Regions from separate parts of the Mus musculus genome. Here region 2 is linked to region 1. Evidence: chromatin contacts called from public Hi-C data. All regions are on one chromosome and are shown on one strand. The core of a region is the stretch at or near the end of the contact, and the rest is flanking DNA. Distances in the headings are between cores, read along the strand shown. Region 1 overlaps Lrfn5 (leucine rich repeat and fibronectin type III domain containing 5). Region 2 has its middle 84 kb from the start of Gm527.

Evidence for each region. A called contact is a pair of places that touch in the nucleus more often than the background predicts.
Region 2: a Hi-C map of cortical neurons shows a contact between it and region 1, with 2.2 times the contacts expected there. The contact joins two enhancer-like sites. A contact is called at or near these places in 9 of 484 Hi-C or Micro-C datasets (cerebral cortex, cortical neurons, differentiating embryonic stem cells and 5 more).

The regions. Positions count from the first base shown.
Region 1 is chr12:61,838,589-61,845,826 of GRCm38.p6, reverse strand. Lrfn5 (leucine rich repeat and fibronectin type III domain containing 5) reads right to left here. Exons shown (of 6, transcript NM_001310586.1): 3 at 5,015-6,419; 4 at 1,803-2,515. The coding sequence starts at 6,399. Among named protein-coding and RNA genes, the nearest start is that of Lrfn5, 320 kb to the right of the region's middle. Within about 2 kb of position 2,981, at least 8 of the 459 cell types and tissues checked have an H3K27ac peak or open chromatin away from gene starts, as enhancers often do. A contact at or near this core is called in cortical neurons, where this site is marked.
Region 2 is chr12:64,830,997-64,837,586 of GRCm38.p6, reverse strand. No RefSeq gene overlaps it. Among named protein-coding and RNA genes, the nearest start is that of Gm527, 84 kb to the left of the region's middle. Within about 2 kb of position 5,021, at least 10 of the 459 cell types and tissues checked have an H3K27ac peak or open chromatin away from gene starts, as enhancers often do. A contact at or near this core is called in cortical neurons, where this site is marked.

The DNA.
Region 1 (7,238 bases), core at 1,732-4,231:
TGACCTCTCATTTAATAGCAGCTAGAGGATGCACTTGATAAAATGGACCTCTGCCAAATTTAAATTAATTGACTTAATTTGAGGCAGAAGTGGTGGTGCAAATCTATAATCCCAGCACCCCAGCAGTGGAAACATGTGTGTAAGTCGATCTTGATTGGTGGTTTAGACCCTGGGAGTTCTGGTTGGTTGACATTGTTGTTCTTCCTATGGGGTTGCAAACACTTTCAGCGCGATAACATTTGAAATTTAAATAAATAAAATAGCCAATAAAAAATGTAAGTGAACCTTGAGGGTAATCTTAAACTCAAAGTGGGATTGAGGTCAGTTTGGGATACCTGTGTGCTGAGTTGACCCTCCCAGTAAGATGAAAGTAAAATTAGAAAGAAAAAAATGGAACCGTGTGTATCATTTAATAACCCCATATAGGAATGTATCTATGAATCACGACTTCAATGAATCTCCAAGAATGTTTTATCCAGGAAACATACAACTAATTTTACATACTTCTTAAAAGTATTGCATCCCTGCTATAATACATATGATTATATTTATCACAGTCTTTTGTTTTGTTTTGTTTTTAATTTACTTAAAAAGACAAGCATTCAACAGCACATTTATAACAAATAAGAGAAAAAAAAGTCACTCTGATTAATGAGCAATGTGTTAACCAGACAAGTCCTCCTTTCGAAGTTTTTATTTTCTTGGTGATAAAAGCAAACACTTGTTTAAAGAATCAGGCTTGCATTTTTACCTGATTCTTTACCTTTTATTAAAAAATAAAACACATTCATTCAACAGTTGTGCTCAGAATAATTGTGATCACCTTTATATTTCTATGGATTAGCATATATGATAAATGTAAAATAAATTTCCTTTTATATTATCTTCCACTGAAGAATCTGAATTATGGGAAAAAATTGTAGCTTTGCCCAATTTTGGCACCTGAACCAAGACTTTTCTTTAGAAGGTTACTTACTTTAGCCTTCTTGGCAATGCTTAATTTGAATAATAAATTGAAATATTACATTGTTCCTTACAACATAATTGTCACTGAAAATAATATCGTGCCTTCAATTGAAAATGTTCAGCTATCCATAAACAGATTTCTGTTTAAATTACAAAATCTAATTTTTATGTGATAGGGTTTTACCTAAGAAACTGTTACGTATTTTGTGTAGATGGTGGTGTGAGACTAGGATGACGGTCAGAGGACAATCTGTGGAAGTCCATTCTCCTCTTTCCACTATTGGTTCCCATTCACTAATTGGTCAGGATTGGCAGGCTTGCTGCCTTTATAGGCTGAGAAATCGCTTGGCCCTGTGAGTTCTGCTTTTGATTTGCTGTATATCAGAGGGCTTGTATATTAGCCTTAGGGAAGGAGAAGGCACTCTTGTGGTCTCTTGCTCTCCCAAGTTTGCCATTTTATTCATGTAACCTTCATGCATGTATATGAAGGTACTATACTCTTATCTCTTAGAAGGTTTCTAAAATCCTAAGTGGAAGTATCAGACACAAAAGAGAAGAGTTTCAAATTTCAATTTCCTCTGTGAATTATCACTGTGCTTTTTCGAAAGAGAAAATAGATTACACAAAGGATTCTTATACGCACTACACATTTAAAACAGTTCCTTTTCCATAGCAAACATCAGAAATACAGTGCTAAGTCCACATTGCATTCATAGACATGCTTCTCTTAAGAGACAGCTGGGAATTACCATAGTGAAAAGAGTCCTTTAAACCTCCACTGAGGGAGGCCCTGTGCCTGGCTCTAGATCCCTCAGCAGGCACAGTGAGAAACTTACTTGGCTTGGTATGTGCTCTTTGAGATGTGGGCCCCTCTGTAACAGAATCAGGAGGGCAGCTAGCTAACTGCAAGGCAGTTGAGTTGTTCCTGTTAGTGTTTTGGGACTCAACATTTGTGACAGCTTCACTCTGCGGCTCAGCACTTGGCTTCGTGCCAGTCTTTCTTTTCTGCTTTTGAGACACAGGCGCACTTGAAGTCCAGGTAGGAGGCAAAGCAGAGGTAGTGGTAGAAGAGTCCTGACTCGAACATGTTTCTGAAGACTGAATTGCATTGTCACTGGCAACTTTACAGCACTGGGCATTCTCTTCATGGCCCATGGCTTGTTTGGACATGGACTGGGGCAGCGTGACACTGCAGCCTTGCATCTGAGCCCCATTAGTCTGAGAATAAACGTTGCTAACCTTCGTGACCTTGTGTTGCCCATTATTGTTACAAACCTTATACCGGATCATTAGTATGATGATGAAAACCAACACGGATGCAACAATGATTCCACCAATGATAATAATCATGGTGCCACCCAAGAACTGGGACTGCATAAAGTGGCAACGGACATAATCCTGTTCCGTAGTAAACTGGATGCAACCCACGACTCTTGTGGCAGTGAGGGAAGTGATGCCATCGTCATAGATGGCCAAGACACACAAGTCATACATAGTTCCAGATGCCAGATTATTGACCAGAAATGTTTTGCTCGTAGGAGGTATCATTCTGAGGGACAATGGAATAGGTGTTAGTATTAGCAACAAAACAACACATATACGCAAAGTCATTATGGCTTTAGGTCTGTCTCCTTCAATCCTCATTAAGATAAGCACATTTACAGCAGATATGAAACATGGAGATGTGAACTGATCTTATATTTACCCAGTTAGAAGAGCCGAAAGCTCATTGTTACAGTTCGCATTATATTAATGGTGCCTGCACCAGGCCGTGACAAGCTTACTAATTACAATGCTTGGCAAAGCAGGACTCCTAATAAAAAGCCATTGCTAAAAAAATCATTTATGACAAATTGCTTTCGAAAGGTGTGACTATGACATTATCTGACTACTAAACAAATCCATTTAGCACTTACAACACCTCTATGGCTGAAAGGCAATTTGAAGGGAGAGAAAACACTGACAATCACATTAGCAACCAGAATGGAATTGTGATTCAGAGCATTTGCTTTCCAAATCAGTAATAAGCTGCTATGGAATGGAACCTGCTGAGGCTGTCTTTACGAACTTCTACTGTTACCAGGATGAACAGATTTTATTTACAGACATCGTGATTTCTTCTGCCTTAGTTTCCAGTTTGTCTTAATGAGTGCGATGTGCATGTGTGAGCAATAACCAGGACACAAAACATTTGGTAAGAGTATGAATTCACTGAGCCAACATATGCCGGTGACAATCTCAATCAAGAGACTTTTTTTTTTTTTTTAATGTTTAGAGAAATCTCTGAAGCCATTCCATAGACATGATTTTTCTGTGTTCCTATTTATTGCTAACTTTTTTCTAAGATGTAACCAAGTACAATTTAAAGTATTATTGTTTTGGAAATAAAGAGTGAAACTAAAATTGTTTCCTGAAAATGAATTATAAATATTTCAAACCATGGTAAAAACTAAAATGGAACACGACATACATAGTGTGCTCTGAATGCAGCAGAAAATTTGCAAGAGCATGTATTCATAACCAAAATCAATGCTGCCAATAAGTCAGTGTATTGTAAATGTTGGATATCAATATATAAACTTTATAAAATGCAATGGATTGGATATTGATGTTCTGAAGATAACATTCACTCTGGTCAGGAATTCAGCAAGGATCTCAGCACCACAAAGAATTTTTTTCTTTGGGATTTTGCCAGTAAAATGTGGACAGAGTTAACACTTATAATGTATGGACAATACAGGAAAGTGGGGTGAGGTCAGTATTTCTCATTGAACAGCAATTGAATATCATCTGTGGAGAGTGTGGAGAGCCTGTGAAACAGCAGTAAACTACATTCTGCTAATACTCATATGTCACAGTGTGCCACCACAACCATTTACTGATGAGAGGGATATTAGAAACCACTTAGCCTAATTGTTCTCATTTTAAAGATGAGGAAATTAAAACTCAATCAGGTAGAACCTGGTCCAAGATTGATTACATAGCTAGCTATTATACTTTTTTTTCCCACTAGTCTACATTTATTTTAAAAAATTAATCTCTTTTCCATACATGAATGAAACACAAATTATTTTCAAGGGTTTAGTTTCTGTATATAAAAACTAAACTTACCCAAAAGGTTATAGGTTTTCAAAACTGTGACTTTAGATCATTTCCTAGGGGTCATAATAATATGTCATGTGTAAAATTATATGGAATAAAAATTGTGAATTTCCAACTGAAAATTGGACAAGATGTGACTATAAATCAATGAGGCTGAACTTTAGAAAAACATACCAGAAACTCATTAGCATATGCAAATTCTCCGTCACTGTCCTGTCCCAGTAGTTGCATACATAACTCCAGTGATACTTTTACTGCTCAAAATATGATGTTTAGCCTCTTTGGAAGTATCTTAAGAACCCATGCACATAAACCAGCATACGCACACATAACTCAACCACTCAAAGCATCAGTCTCAATACTTTATGATTACATCCTATTTATCACCCAAAAGTGGCAATACCCATTTGGTCACCCACCTTATTCACAAGACTTGACTCCAAAAGGCTTTATTTCCAAAATTGAAACTCACCCTCAAAGACGAAGATTTGCCACCACTGAGGATATTCAAAATAGTATGCCGAAGGTTCTAAAGATAACTCCAAAACTGCTTTGAGCAATGGCTGCATCTTTGGGGTAATGGGATAGCCTCCCAACGTGACTTCCTTGAAGGAAAGAACACTCAGGTGGATGTGTAAATTCTGGTATGTTTTTGAAATTTTAAAGTATATCTGTCTTGTATGATAGTCACATCCCTCATACGAGGTTAAAAAAAATAGGCATAGTATTAAATATAAATGTGTACCATTTGAAACAATGCCATTCAAACTTCTTCCCCACATAGACTTATCACTTCATATATGACATTATCCACTAGAAGGCTGGATTGCTACATTTACAGCACAGCATAGCAGTTTCAATTTAGAAACAATACAAAGTCATAGTGCTTAACAAACCCTGCACTGTATTGGTCAGCAAAGATCCATTATGGCTGCATTTGTCTTACCTGTAAACAAGGGTGTCATCATAAGTACCATTGTACTGGATTTGAAACATACGGATTCCGGGAATATTTCTTTGAAAATTAAATTTTAGTAATGCTGTTGACGAAGTTGCTTCTGCCACCACGATTTTATCTTGACTCATTTTTGTATCACCATTACTACTGCTAGCATTCGAGCCTGACTTAGTGGATGTGGAGATATCAGAAGAACCAGGATCAGGCTCATGGATATGATTGGTGCTGTTTAGTAGGTGAGGGAGTTTAATTATGTGAAGATCCACGGTTTGTGTTGCTTCCCCTGCCGGATTGGAAGCAATACAGGTAAAAGCTCCTGTATCTTTTACAGTTGTTATAAGGATGTCAAGTGTCCCGTTATCATACACCAGAGATCGTGTTGCATTTGAAATCAGCTTCCCTTCAGGGGAAATCCAATGAATCGCAGGTTCAGGGTCTCCTCGAGCTTTGCACCTCAGTGTTGCCCTTTGACCCTCCAAGACTCTCATCTCATGTGTATGACGAGTGATGAGCGGAGGCTCACACAAAAACTCTTCCTCAGGAATTGACCAAAAATAACGACCAGTTAAAAGTGCAGGAGAAGCACACGTCTCAAGGTCATCTTCTCGAGACAATCGCCTCAGCCACAGCAACTCACAATTGCAATGCAAGGGGTTTCCACCAAAACTCAATGCAAAAGTCGATGGGCTTATGATTCCTGAGGTGGCCAGCACCTGTGCTCGCTGAAACAGAGGGTCAGGAGGCAGCTTTTGCAGTTTATTTGATGTTACATCTAGCCGAGTCATCTTGTGCAAGTGGGAGAAAGTACCCTTAGGAATGTTGTCAATCATATTGTGATCCAAACTAAGGGTGTGCAAGCTCACCATCTTCTCTACAGCATCCCAGGGAATCGTTTCTAGATTATTATAGGACAGGTCCAGCTCCTCAAGGGCAAAAACATCATCGAAGGCTGTGGAAGAAATTAAAGTCAGCTGATTGTTGTTCAATATCAAATGGTGGAGATTGGAAAGCCCACTGAACATATCATTTGTAATTTTAGTCAATCTGTTGCTATTCAAATGCAGTGCTCTCAAATTTCGTAGATCAGCAAAAGCATGGGGTGTAATAAAACTTATTGTATTCCTGGATAGAGTCAGGTCCACCAAGCTGGTCATATTGGCAAAATCTTTCCTTTTGATATTTGTAACAAAATTGTCTGCCAGCCGTAGCTCCACAGTTCTTCTGTCAATGTTTGGTGGAACAAATAGAAGCCCTTTCTTGGCACAAAGGGTTGCAAGATTTGGAGACAAAATCTGACAGACACAACGCTTTGGACAGATCTGAGCTCGCACAGCTATGCCAATGAGAAACAGGTAAAAAAGGAATTTTTCCATTGTAGATCAGGATTAAGAGCCTGCAAAAAAGATATAAAGGAGAGTTTGAAATTCAATAATTGTATATTTCATTTCTGCACTAGAATATTTTATATAAATAGGATCACAGAAACAGTAGTATTGGTTAATATATCAAATGAGTATTAATATTCTTTGTCTAGTATCTGTGGTAGACACTAAGGAAGAATAATATAACTAGACAGGTTGTAATATTAATTGAAAGAAATTAAAGGATTACTATCTTCTGTAAATTAAGAACCATTCTAAAATATGTCCAAGGTACCTCAAGCAACTTAAATACACATACACACACACACACACACACACACACACACACACACACACACACAGAGAGAGAGAGAGGGAGAGAGAGAGAGAGAGAGAGAGAGAGAGAGATTTGTGCCTGAGATTAGAGAGTTAAGATTTCAGAAAAGAAACAGAAATCTGGTTTAAGACAACTCTTTTTACCCAGTGAGTTCCAGAGATTGTGAGCATATTTACTCAACAGCTACAGAGGCAGGAGTGGAATGTTAGTTGTGGGAATAGTTTATAACTAATAGTTGAATGAGATGTTGTTAAATCCTCACATTCTGGCTCCAAAAGCTGTATCTTAGTCTCAAACGTATAAATGCATATACAAAGTTTTACACAACAAGAGAGAAAATGCTGTAGTATATCACCCAACTTTATTTGAAAATGAACAAAATGTAATTTTTTCTAGGAGCATTACATATTTTTGTGAAAATATTATGCCATAATACTCACTTGTTTCACATATTACTAAATGTAGATATAATGAATAACAATTAGTATTCTCAAATGGTAGGGTTTTGCTTTTG
Region 2 (6,590 bases), core at 3,772-6,271, 3.0 Mb before region 1:
CCACATGTCGGGTTTTTATGCTTGTGCTTATTGCCTTACTGTCCCCAGATGTCTGTCTCTACTTCAGGCATTGTATCTGTTTTAAGACAGAAGAAAGAACAAAGGGCCAAATTTTTTCCTTCCATGAAAAGCAAACAAAACAAAGCAACAACAACAAACAACAACAGCAACTGCGTCATTGTCACTAAAGCCTACTCTCAGACTTCCATTTTTCTCCTATTGACCAAAATTGTGTCTGATGGCACCATATTTTCAAACACTATTGAGATTATCTGGTGGAGTAGAAAAACATTAACCATACACTTTCAAATTGATCAAGATCAATTTCTGGGGCCGTGGAGGGAGCCCAGCGTCAGTCACTATCTACCAGAACATAAGATGGATGTTCTAGTTACATGGAAGAAGGATGTGGGGGCGTGGGTGGAGGATGCTTGTGGTCACTGAAGACCACAGGGTAAGCTTCACTGTTTCTCATTTTCTCCTTTGTCCTGGGAGGAAAGGGGAAATTTACCTTCAGGGTGGATTGTGATAGAGAGACCCTGTTAATTCTTTCTTTTCTTTTCTTTTCTTTTCTTTTCTTTTCTTTTCTTTTCTTTTCTTTTCTTTTCTTTTCTTTTCCTTTCTCTCTCTCTCTCTCTCTCTCTCTCTCTCTCTCTCTCCCCCCTCCCTCCCTTTCTCTCTCTCTCTCTCTCTCTCTTTCTTTCTTTCTTTCTTTCTTTCTTTCCTCCCTCCCTCCCTCCCTCCCTCCCTCCCTCCCTCTCTTCCCAACAGAGCCACCGAGACCCCCGTTGATTCTTAGTGGCAGTATAACAAAGAGGTCATAACACCAGAGATCCTAGTGAAAGAATGATCTTCTTTGGAGAAAACAGAACCAAAATTTATGAATGGCATCCTCCCATGTGGAAGAAGGTGGTGATGAAGTTGTCTTTTGTGTTAGAGCTCTACTACAGGACTTCCTGGAGATACTATAGTCACTGGTGCTATGTCTGACTACGTTTTTAGGCAGCATGCTCAACGGATAAAAGATAGAGAATCTGGTTAATAACTGTAGTCTAGTGTCCAATGTGGTATCTTATCTAGCATGAATACTGACTATTGAAAGTCAGACTTTTACCAGGAGTCTTCAATGGTTGACAAAGCCCATATAACTGAGCTACTTTAGGGAATTTAAAAATGTCACTACATAACCCATACCTGAGACCCTGAGACCTGTTAGTTAAGAGGTGTAGGAGCTGAAACCCAGTGTCAGTGCCTTTAAATTTTTTTCATGCATTTCCACTGTGCTCTTCATCATCGCAGTGGAGTCCTTTCAGTTTTGTTTCTTTGTAAAATAAAGTTCAATGGAAAACTCTGCATGTTGACTAGTTGTGGGCTTCTGTTACTAACCATCTACCTATAAGTACTTCTATTGGGAGTTGAGAGATGCACTGATCTACGGGTATAATAAGTTACCAGGAGTTATTTTAACATGATGTCCATTTATCAGGGTGATATTTAGTGGCTTCTCTCCTAGAGCCTATCTAGATGTAGGTTCTTATTGCCACTTAGGTCCCAGAGTATTTTGAGCAACAGAAACTGAACTCCATTTGAACTTCATGGGTTTAGGAGAGAGAGAGAGAGAGAGAGAGGAAGAGAGAGAGAGAGAGAGAGAGAGAGAGAGAGAGAGAGAGAGAGAGAGAGAGAGAGAGATGGGTATGCATCTGAGAGAAATTGAGGGAGAGGGATAAATATGATTAAATACATTGTATTAAATTCTCAAAGAAAATAAAAACATTGTTTAGAAAATATTTATTTTGGCTCATGGTTTTAATGGTTTGTTCATGCTTGGCTTTTTCACTTTTGGGGGAGGGTATTTAAATTAATCAGGATTCTCCGATTAAAACACAAAAAACTTAGTTTTTTCTTGCTGAAGGCCTTTTTTTTTTCTGTCTAAGCATCAAGGTTTAGTCTCCTCCCCCTGCTTCTATGAGGGTGTTCACCCACCTACCTCCCCACCCTTGCATTCCCCTACACAGGGGCATGGAGCTTTCAAGGGAGCGAGGGCCTCTCCTCCCATTGATGCCCAACAAGGCCATTCTCTGCTACATATGCAGCTGGAGCCATGGGTCCCTCCATGTGTACTCTTTGGTTAGTGGTTTAGTCCCTAGGAGCTCTGGGGTGGGGGTAGGAGGTATTGTTTGGCTGATGTTGTGGTTCTTCCTATTGGGTTGCAATCCCCTTCAGCTCCTTCAGTCCTTTCTCTAACTCTTTGACCCCGTGCTGAATCCAATGGTTGGCTGCTAGCATCTATCTCTGCTGAAATTCTTTATTTTTATAATTTTAAGAATTTGGTGTAAAAGAACTGTTCACCTTGTGTGGGCAGGAAGAGAGAACAAAGTGCCAGGACAAGGTAAGTCATTTAGGAAACATTTCCCATAACCTTTATACAGCCCATATACCAATAATGCCATCGTATTGAGAATCCATCCAGGCATTAGTCCATTCTCTAGGACAAACTCTTTAGGATTCATACACCTTTCCCAAACTTATTAGCTGGTAACTAAACCCCTAGCACATGCATCTTTTGGAAGACATTTTGTTTCTAAATCATAACACTAACTTCTTGACATTTTTATTTGAAAGACCAATTCAATTACAGATTTAATGAATTCAAAATAGGACTAAGATTTCATTTCCTAAATTGTGTCCTCACCTATGTCTCTCCTTTAGAGTTTAGTGCCTTTTTAAACCTATATGTTTTATAACCAGCAGCAACAACAAAAAGAACCATGTCTTTCTTTAAAACTAACTTGTGCCTAAATAGCTTTGCGAAAGTATAACACTAAGTGAAGAATTCTGTTGTACGCAATTGATGATCTTGACTATTCAGGATACTATCAGAGCAATCAATGCAAAGACATATCTAAAACTCTGGACAGTTTCCTTCCTTTCAAGAAATGGTAAGAGCACTTGACATGAGTTCAACACTCCATGTTCATTGAAACATTTCCTATAATAGTGGAGATGGAAATAGCCAACATAGGTTAATTAAATAAAAATTTTATGTATACACAATGGAATATTAATGTCTTGAAAAAGAAGGAAACACTTCAACTTCTGAAAACACAGAGAGTCCTTGAGGACATTGTGCTAAGAGATGAGCCAATTTCAGAAGGATAAATGCTGATTCCACTTAAGTGAGCCATCCACAATTGTGAAACTTAAATATTACAACCCATCTCATTGCTATAACCTTCTTCTCAATATGTCACTTTGTAAAAGTAGCTTTCATTTGCCTGATCAAATGTCATCTCTGAGGCTTATTGCTTCAGTCTGCTAGCCCTGGCCTAGTCCTGGAAGCTTCTAGCCTCCGCACAATTATGTAGGCCTAGAATGTTTTCAGCCTCTGAGACTTACTGCTGCATAAGCTCACTCTACTTCTTCCTGAACTCTAGCTGGCTTGTTCAACTCAGCTGTTCTGACTGAAGCTCCTCTCCCAGCTGACTTACTCAATGTGGCTTCTCTCTCAGCCTCTGAATTGTTATGCTTGGCCTCAAACTAACTAGTAATCACTTCTAAACTTTTGACTCCTTCTCATTCCCTTGCTTCTTCTGTCTTTACCTGTGTCTAGCTTGTTCTCTCTTCCATCCTTCTCTGTAAAGCTCTCCTGGTAAACCTGACTCCTTCTCCCTCTCATTGCTGCTCCACTCTTCCTCTCAACTCTACTGCACAGCTCTCCATATACATTACTGTATTCCTGTGCTTGGAACCGCTTCCTCCTAGTTCTGGCTCTACCTTAAGTAGCTTGTCTCCCTTCTCCTCTCCTGAGAGTTGGGCATATCCTAGTCTGTCAAATCTTTCTCTGATTCATCACATTTTATGCTACTCTATCAGATATAATTTTCAAACATGGGTGCTCCCTTTTACAAACTAACTGTACCTTCATTGTTTAGAGTTAAAGATGAATACTAAGGGAGTGTCTGTATCCAGCCAGAGGGATTAGAGATGTGTGCTAAGGGCTGAGACACACCACATCTAGAAACAGGGTCAAATATCCCATAACGCCACTTCTTTATGTCATGCAAATGACTCAGCTTCCCCATTCACCATATATATATATATATATATATATATATATATATATATATATATATATAATTTATATATAAATTACTTAATACACGGTCTTTCTACATAGCACCAACTGTTCTGGAACCCTCCTTGTATACCAGGTTGGCCTCAGACTCATGTAGATCTGCCTCATGAATGCTGGGACTAAAGGCATGCACCACCACCGCCACCACCGCCTCATCTTTTAAGTCTTGACCTGCAAATGCATACATCCTGTGGCATCATCTTCCTCCACTAGTTTACTTTCATTCCCTGCTCTCACTTGCATGTGGTTTCAACCACATGATCATTCCCTAGTTCTGGAAAATATGCCCTACTTTTAGAAAGGACCCTCTTCAACCATTCTCTTTGGCATAAGCCTCAATGTTTCTCATCTTCTGTCTTGTAAACCTGTAACCTGTTCTCAGTCGTTGGAGTCCATTCTTCTGTGAAACTTTCTTTACGGCTGGTGCTCTAAGACTTGTGCTCACAGTCTTGTAACCCCCTCCCCACCCCAAATAGAATTCTATCACAGCTTATTAGTATGCTGTGACTCCTGTAAGAAATCATGACAGACTGGTCGCTTAGCAACAGGCATTCATCTCTCAGAATTTTTAGCTAAAAGTCCAAGATCAAGGAATTAACTGGTTTGATTTTCCCAAGGCCCCTCCCTCCCTTCTCTCTCCCTCCCTGTAAGGGCCACTCTTAAGGTCTGCAAACAGCATTTTCCTTTACTGGGGTTCTTTTGTGTGCTCAAATGTCTTTTTCAGATTAGATGCCCATCTGAAGGGTCTTACTTCACTTTTGTCGAACACAGCTGCATTCTGTGGTATTCAGGGTAGAGCTTCACCATATGTATTGGGGCAGTGAGCAACATTCAGCCCATAACGAACAGTTTGAAGCTTTGTAATTATCACAGTCTAGGAATCTGTAATTTCAGCGAACACAAGGGTAAGTCTGTGCAATCCGCCATGGTCATTACCCAATCTGGCAGCACCGTAGACAGACCACTTGTTGAATAAATGCACACTTAGTGGAAGAGCCTGAAAGAGCCTGAAAGGCTACATCACCATGCACTGCAAATGGCAGGTGTGACTAATGGTGGTGATGATAACCAGATGGCTCTGCTGACTCGGGATCCTGCTTGAGTTTGTCCTGGGGTTCTTGTTACCTTAAAAAACATTGACTTCTGAGTTTCCGTTGCTGATTTATATCCTTGATATTCCATACAAGACTCTAACCAAGTAACTACAGTACCAGGGCAAAAATAGCAGTAGTACAGCTTCAGTAATTAGTAATAACTGATTTAATTTCAATGGGTGTATTTATGGCAAGGAAATTCGTCTAAATAAAATCACTTAAAATGTCTTTAAATGGCAGTCATTACTCATCTATTACTTGGCAGCTTTTGCGTTCACCATTTACATCAGCCATATCTCATTGTTTTGCTGATTGGCTACTTGAAATCCTCATCCCCAATTACATTAACCCGCATTCTTTTTTTAAAAATTGATTTGTTTACTTTAAAACTGGAAAAAGTAAGATATTTACTTTTAATGCATGTATATGTGTGTGTACAGGTATGTACAAGCGCCCACAGAGGCCAGAGGAAGGTGTTGGATCCCTTAGAACTACAGTGTCCCACAGTTGTGGCCAGCCCAGTGAAGAGAACTGAGCTAGAGCCTTCTGCAAGAGCAGTACCTGTTCTTCACCACTGACTCATCTTTCTGACTCCCAAAAATGTGTTTAAAAGAAATAGTAATGCTCATTTTGCTTTCTAGGCAAACATAAAAAGTCTAGAAAAGGAAGGCTGATGAATACAACATAACGGGGACAAACAAATAGGCCTTGAATATGACATTTTATTTCTTGAACTCCTTTGTATGCAGTCTTATAGTAAATATTAGAGAATTTCAATGATTATGTTAAACAAAATATGAAGGAGTTTTGTATTTCATGTATATTTTTCAATAACAAAGGGCTGGGAAAATTACTAATGAAAGCAAGAAAAATTACATCCAATAGCAAAACAAAAACTGTAGGAATTTCTTACATGAGCAGCAGGAGGTACAGCTCAGTGGTAAAGAGTAAAAAGTACTTGCTGTTCTAGCAGGGAACCTGGAGTCAGGTCTCTGCATACACATCGCCTATCTCAGAACCACCTTAAGTCAAGATCCCAAGGATCTAATGCCCTTTTCTGGACTCTATGGGCATCAGACATATACATGATGCACTTAAATAATTCAGTCCTTCTCACACATACATCACTATTTGTGACTGGGATCCCAGAAGCCTGACTTGGGGCAAAAGGGAATGAAAAAGGATAGACACATAGACAGAAAATCTGGAGTCAGGTGAGTGGTGTGCACTCTGATGGACTCACACTAAACTATACCCCCTTAGTGTGTTTATATCATACAGCACAGGGAAAGGAGTTAGCAAGTCTGGGTAGGAGGTCTCTGTAGAGATTGGATAAGCTATCAGGGTCTTAGCCTTGAAGA